Linked DNA regions of Arachis hypogaea: region 1 is linked to region 2. Evidence: chromatin contacts called from public Hi-C data. All regions are on one chromosome and are shown on one strand. Each heading gives the region's core, a stretch centred on a gene start, on an enhancer-like site or on the middle of the called end of the contact. The rest is flanking DNA. Distances are from core to core; before and after follow the strand shown. Region 1 holds the start of LOC112762844 (LOB domain-containing protein 33-like). Region 2 has its middle 26 kb from the start of LOC112765119.

Region 1 (3,678 bases), core at 808-3,307, 120 kb before region 2:
ATTTGTATCTTTGGTCTAAAAATCCTATTTGATAAAAATAAAAATTCAATACAAGAATTTTTTTTTAAACAGAGGATAAGTATAAAAATAAATAAGATTTTTTATTTTGGAACAAATTAAATTAAATTTATTTAATTTTTATTTATCAAAATATTATAAATTATAAATAATAGAGAAATACAAACACATAGTTTCTTTTAATCATCATATCTCTGACCCAATATCTCTATTTTTATTTAAAATTATGAATTAGCAAATAAGTATTATAAAATTACTTATTAAAAATACTAAAAATAGTACTTTTTTATTTTTTAATGGCATAAATATAGTTAAGAATGCATTAAAAATATATAAAAAAATTCAATGAAATGTTTTATTTAATTTTTGCTTTATTATTATAACAAGTGCTTTTAGGGCACTATACTTATTAACCAAATCCTTAAAAATTAAGATCAGAGTGGTAAACACAGCCAAATGAACAAAAAATTAATACAAAAGTGGTTTGGTTTAACACACCTCAGAGCATCAATTAGTTTAAGTGGCCAACAGCTAAACATGAATTATGGTAGGATTAAAACACGCAAAAATATGACAAGTGGCATATAATTGTGGCATTAAACTAAGGAATTTAAGGGGCCATTAACAATATCAAGACAAAAAAGCCGCAATGAGTCATTCACTCTAAGCTAACAAACTACTCCTATATGAGCTAAATAAAGGTGAATATTATAATGTCTAAAAGGTGGTGTCTATTTACTAAAAAAATTTAAAAATTAATATTTAATTTTAAAAATATAAAAATAAATTATTTTTAAAAATTTAAAATTTACTACACAAAAAATAAATTAAAAAAAATTAAGCAATAATTAATAGGCATTATAGAGTTGGCCCTAAATAAAAGCATGCATAATTCATGTAACTCAAAAACTCTCAAACCTTTTCGCAAAGCCCAAGAAATGATGATGATTGGGTCTTCAATAACTGTCACGTAAGAAGAAAGAGACATTATCAACCAAAAGCCCTTTTGAGGCACACAAATGAGGAAAATATTACCCTAATTGAAAATAACATTGTAGGCCACAAAAGGGACCCAAAAGAAATATGCTTTAAAGTAATTATCAACCACTGAATTCTTAGTTGGTTCTTAAAATTGTATACTTAAAATTTTAATGTACTTAATTAATTTATTAAAATTAATATTTGTTTCACATTATTCTTTTAACTATTTTTCGTTAATTTTGTGTCGATATTGTATACTGACATAAATTATTTCTGTCACGTGTCATTGACGGTTTATATTAGTATATCACGTCAAGACATTAATTGAAAATAGTCGAAAAACTAACATAAGTTACGAAAATCAATTTTAGAACCTAAGTCGAGTAAATTAAAATTTTAGCTACCAATTTAAAATACAATTACAACTTAAGAGACTAACCTAAATATTAACTCAATTATCAACTCTTCACTAAAAATTAATTATTAATTATTGAAGATGGACATGAATTACTTTAGGCAATAGGTATTTTAATTTTAAGGATATAACTAACACGCCTTTAAATAAAAATTTTTAAAATTTTTTTACTTTATAAATATAAAATAAATACATTAAAATTTTGAATTTTAATTTGTATGATTTCTATAAAAGCTTTTTTCGGTAATCTTAAAATATATTCTTGAGACATACGTTAGCTAAATTATTTTTTTAATAAGAAATTTAGATTTCTTTAAAAGGATATAGAAATTTAAATATTTTAAAAAATTTTGAATTGGATTAATTAAATAGAATAAGATTAATCGAATTTCTGGTAACATGACTTAATTAATTAGATAAATGCTAACAATAGTTTTATTATAAAAAAATTATTAACTGAAAATGAGAAATGTCCTTTGGATACCACACAAAAAGAAATGAAGCTCCCATCAAGTGATGCCTATAAAAGTGATGGAATCTTTAAACCCTTCTTGAACAATTGTCTTGTAGTAGTGAAATCATTGAAAAACACCTGAAAGAAAAAGAGGGAAAGAAGAAAAAAAAAAAAAAAAATTTAGGATAATGACAGGATTTGGATCTTCATGTGGAGCATGCAAGTTCCTAAGGAGAAAGTGTGGTAGTGGTTGTGTTTTTGCTCCTTACTTCTCTTATGACCAAGCAGCAACACATTTTGCAGCTGTTCATAAGATCTATGGTGCTAGTAATGTGTCAAGGCTATTGTCACATCTTCCAATCCTTAATAGAAGTGATGCTGCCATCACTATCACTTATGAAGCTCTTGCTCGCATGCAAGATCCTATTTATGGTTGTGTTTCTCATATCTATGCATTGCAGCAACAGGTTTAATTTAATTTATTAATTTCCATTATATTCTATTATGATTTATGATCCCTCACCATTTGCTATATTATATCATCTTTATATCTTTAATTAATATTGATTATTTATCTTCTACTTTTTTTATTTAATCAAATTAAATGTGAAAACATATCTAATATATCTCTAGTTTTGGACGAACTTGTCATATCTGATATATCTATAATAAAATCGTCCTAAACTATTGCAAACTTTTAGTATGATCACAATAAGTTAAATGCAATAAAACTAAAAAGTATCCCATGTGAGTATAACTCTTCTCATCTTACAAAAAATATATATAATTTTAATTTATTATATATTGATTTTTTATTAGAATTTAATTTTGATGCGCTATTAGTGTAAAATAGTTTTATATGTGCATCCAATTATGTAATACTATTTTAATAAAAATAACTACTTTTTACATTAACTATGTAAATGATCATTCAAAAAAACGGATGTGATTATACGATTGTATAAAATACTTTACATGATCAATGTCAGTGTATCAAAATTAAATTTTTTTTATTATTGGTTAAAAAGATAAATAAGACATATATGGAAATTAGTTTGTAAACTACCTATCGTCATAGTTAAAGGCTTTGACGTTATGTTATAAAAATATTTATCTTAAAAATTTAAATTATTAATAAAGATATATAAATAATTATAAATTTAATACATATATTTATCTTATAGAGATGAATATAATAAGGATCAAATCGGATTGAATATGGCCAAAATTTCGATCCGATTCACACTAAAATCAATGAATCTAATATTCACCGTTTTTAAACTTGGATCCAATTCGACATGATCCACATATTTGCGGATCAGATCAAATCGGATATCAAATATAATTGTAAAACATAAAAATATTTTTAAAAGCTTATTTTTATTAAAAAATATCAATAAATCCTTTTTTTCTATTCTTTTAAATATGTTTACTCTTAAAATAATATTAAACATATTTTTTTTAAATAATAAAATTAAAATAATACAATATATATGATAATTATTAATTAAAATAAAACATAAAAAGAATATTTACTTATTTATTTGTTTATTTTTGCGGATTCGTGGATTTGCGGAACCGCAAATATGCGGATATCGACATAAAATTCGCAATCTCATCCTATTAATGTGCGAATCAGATTTGATTCGATCCAATAGCTTTGTAAATTAGATCTTTATTAGTAATTTTTGAATCGAATTCAGATAAACACCACAAATATGCGAATCGAATCTAATCTATGAATACCCTTACCTAGCCGGATTTTTATTCATTGCGAGTTCACATTTAAGTCTTTTCTTATTACTTGCAA
Region 2 (4,047 bases), core at 1,392-3,891:
AAAAAAATTTAATTTACAGATAAAATAAAATAAAATTTAAAAAAAAATTAATTTGTAAATAAAACTTTAGTAAAATCTAAATCATATTTTATCTTATTTATTGCCAACCCTAAAATCAGTATCACACTTCACCATTATGCAGACAAGACTAAATAAAAGGAATTCTAATATGACAGATTATATTAGCCTACCGAAACCTCAAGCACATAACTTCCAAATTTTGCTAACTTTTGAATTGTTTATTGCATTTTGTTTGACCATTCCTTATTCGCTAGCCTTGTTTAATTAAGTAAGAAGCTTATTCGTTTATGTTATTTTTTGAACGTTCTAAAAATACTTTTGTAAAAGCTCGTCAAGTCGAAGATCCAACAAAGTAAAGTTTTCACATACTTATCGCTGACTCAGCTCTGCACGGTTTGTATACTCACACATGTATGTCTTGCAAAAGAACTACCTTCAGCAGTCTTTATCATATCTTTTCATGTACTTTCTTGCCATTTCACATAGCAGAACAGGACAAAAAACCTCCTGTACACGTGAAAACTTTTCTATAATTTAATATCACCATTGTAATTTTAAACAAAGTTAAATGTAAATGTAAAGAAGAGGGGGGCAAAAAGGTAATATTTTATTTGGGAGAGGGGTGCCCTTCATAATTCGTAGTTCAAACTTGAAAGTTGAAACCATATCCCTGCTCAGTACGATGGACACAGTGCTCACCCCCACCCCAGGGAGCTGACAACTGACAACTGAGAATTGGCAGATTGTGTTGGATTACTGGATTGGAAGCACACGGCCGGTGGTCCACACTTTTGATAAGTGCCTTTTTTTATCTATATATAATTAAACTAAGTACATTTTAGTATATATCACTATATTGCTCTAGTTATTTTTTTAAGAATATTAGATATATATTAAAATTAGTTATTAAAATAAAATATATATTAAAATATAAAATATATATTAAAAATTAATTAAATTACATATAAATTTATATATATTAAAAATTAATTAAATTATATATATTTATATTTAAATATATAATATTTAATTTTAATAATTAATTTTAATATAAAAATAATATTTTTATATTAAAATATATAAAAAATATATTTTTAAATTTTAACAATACTTACATAATTATTATAATTACTGAAAATATAAATATATTAGAATTTATCATTAACCTATCTGTTTTAAAGATAGACGAAGATGTAACCATAATAAAAAAAATTATTCAATACACCATAATGGCATATGCTAACACTGAAAACATATATAAAATAAATCTTATTAAAAAACTTTTATTTGAAAAAGTAAAAATAGGAAAAAAAATCTTCATTCTATATGAATTAATAAACACAAATATAAAAAACCTAAAATCAAATAAAATCTAATTAAAATAAAGTATCCTTTCACATGTTATATTGAATTGAGAATACTAAAAGCAATTTTTTCTTTCATAAATCTATGAGCACACCTTTTTTTACACCAATTTTTGACATCAATTAATTAAAAAAAATATTATATACACGCTAAAAGTTAGTTACTAAATTAATAATTATATATTTATATATAAATATATATTATTTCAGTTATTTTTAATATATATTTTATATTTTAATATATATTTTATATAAATAATTAATTTAATAGTTAATTTTTAGTATATACCAATTGATATTGTTAATTGAATATCTGTATTTTGTTTAATAATAATTTAATAGTTTTATTTATCCCATTTTGTCCTAATCCCTTGGCAATTCCGGCATCGTAATATCACTATCACTAGATGTAGATCACCTCACCTTCAACATCTCCTCTCACTCTCTTTTTGTCTTCCCTAAACTCCAATAAGTGCTTTTGTAAAGTAATAATCTTCTTCAAAGTTGAATCCCATAGCTATGTTAATTCTTCTCTCTGTTTTCTTTAGTATCATCATCTTCCTCCATGATTTGCTCTTCTTTAACTTCTCTTACTCCACCGCTATTAGAATTAAGGGACTTTCTTTTTCATTGGGCTTATACCAGTCTTTTGAGGTAAATGAAAATCTAAGGTAGCCTACTTAATTAGGCACAGTACTTTTGAAGTGCTGCACCTTATATTATTAATATATAATTTTTTTTTTGTTTTAGCATAAAACTTAATTCGGTTCAATACTAATCAACTTACTAAGGTTTTTTATGGGTTCAATACTAATTAATTAATTTACTAAGGTTAATTAGAGTATGCTCTCAAAATCAATAAACTCTTACACAAAAGTAATTGGAATTATATTGCCTACAGCCTACTAAAAAATAATTCACAAAAATAGAAATTAGAAAATACAAATTCAATATGATGTCGTTATATACTTCATTTAAAACCTACTTTTGCTAACTAGCATGTTATTAATGCTTTGTCGTATGATAGTATTGCATTGTTACCTTTTCATACGACCGGCATTGGTCCCCTTAGTTTGTCGTTTTGGTCTCTTGGGGTCTATGGAAAAATGTATGTGAACGCAGATGGGAAAAGATAGATCTAATATAAATGTGAACATTTCACTAAAAAACTAAAGATATGCGTGGAAATAGTTGAGCCAAAGAGATTGATCTTACGGTCAACAGTAGAGCAAATCATGGACCCACATGTATGTGTTCATATATAACTCATTATTCCTCAGTATTATGAGTTATTGCATGTTCAGCACGAGTGTTAGTTTTCTTAGTGGGAAAGCCTAAAACCAGAGAAGGAGGATCCGAAGCTTGAGAAAATATTTTGGAAAGCTCAATATTTTTTAACACAATATATAATATTAGTAAAATTAAATTAAATTAAATTTTGGTTAAAAATATTTGTTAACCTTTATCAATCAATAAATACATTAAAAATCAAATTTTTTCTTTAATAAAAGTTTTTTCTAAAAATTTTTTTTATAAGCATGATACTTATTATTCATATTCATCAAGTTATTTATATATTATAAGATAAAATTTAAAGAATATTAATGCGATGAATTAATTTTAAAATTAAAAAATATAAGATTTCTCAATATTATTTTATCTTAATTTAAAAAGAATCTATATTAAATACTAGCACGATAAGTATTTAAAAAATAATGACTCATTTTTTTTTAAAAGTCAAAGATGCTAAATGGATGTTGAAAGTTGTTGCTCTGTTGCTAAATGAATCTATATTCTTTGTTATTTCTTAATTTTAATACAAAATCACACATTTAAACTTTTTTTATATGTATTAAACAAAATTAAACTTATTTTTCTTCAATCAAACAAATGAACCGGTGTCTATAAAAATAAGAGAAAATTTCACTCCCCTCTCCTGAGAGATGTTAAAATGATATTCCCCTCTTCTCTATTTGTAAAATGTACATTCTCATTCCTTATAACATTTAAAAAACCTTCTCTTTAATCCATTTTAAATTGTTTGTGTTAACTAATGTTAACTTTATTCATTTTTCAAGAAAAAATAAATTATCTTTTACAGAAATACCCTTTAACAAAAATTTTCATTAAATTTTTTTACCAAAATACTTTTTAAAAAAATTTAATAATTAAATTATTTTTTTGAAAATATCCTTCAATAATTTTTTAATTATTAAATTGTGATTTTACTAAAATTTTCGTTAACAATAATTTTTATATTTTACTATTAATTTTTTAATATCAATATATATTATTTTAATATTAAATAAAAAAATCTTGGTATGATTATTTTTTTATATCAATATATATTAATTGTTATACATATTAACAGCGGTAAAATTTTTTTATTTAATATTAAAATAATATATATTGATATCAAAAAATTTATAATAAAATATAAAAATAATTATTAACAAAAATTTTGGTTAAATCATAATTTAATAATTAAAAATTATTGAAGAGTATTTTAGAAAAATATAATTTAATCAATAAAAAATAATTTATTAAAGAATATTTTGGTAAGTAAAATTTAATGACAAAAAAATAAAATTTTTGCTAAAGGATATTTTTGTAAAAAATAATATTTTTTTGAAAAATGAATAAAGTTAACATTAGTTAACAC

The links. Hi-C and Micro-C count contacts between places; a contact is called where the count stands out from the background.
Region 1: a contact with region 2 is called in a Hi-C map of leaf, with 2.0 times the contacts expected there. The contact joins the promoter of LOC112762844 here to the enhancer-like site in region 2. A contact is called at or near these places in 5 of 8 Hi-C or Micro-C datasets (leaf and an unstated tissue).

What each region holds. Positions count from the first base shown.
Region 1 is chr17:13,193,367-13,197,044 of arahy.Tifrunner.gnm2.J5K5, reverse strand. It overlaps LOC112762844 (LOB domain-containing protein 33-like), which reads left to right and starts at 2,057. Exons shown (of 2, transcript XM_025808672.1): 1 at 2,057-2,335. The coding sequence starts at 2,057.
Region 2 is chr17:13,076,660-13,080,706 of arahy.Tifrunner.gnm2.J5K5, reverse strand. No RefSeq gene overlaps it. Among protein-coding and RNA genes, the nearest start is that of LOC112765119, 26 kb to the right of the region's middle. Within about 2 kb of position 2,641, at least 3 of the 3 cell types and tissues checked have open chromatin away from gene starts, as enhancers often do.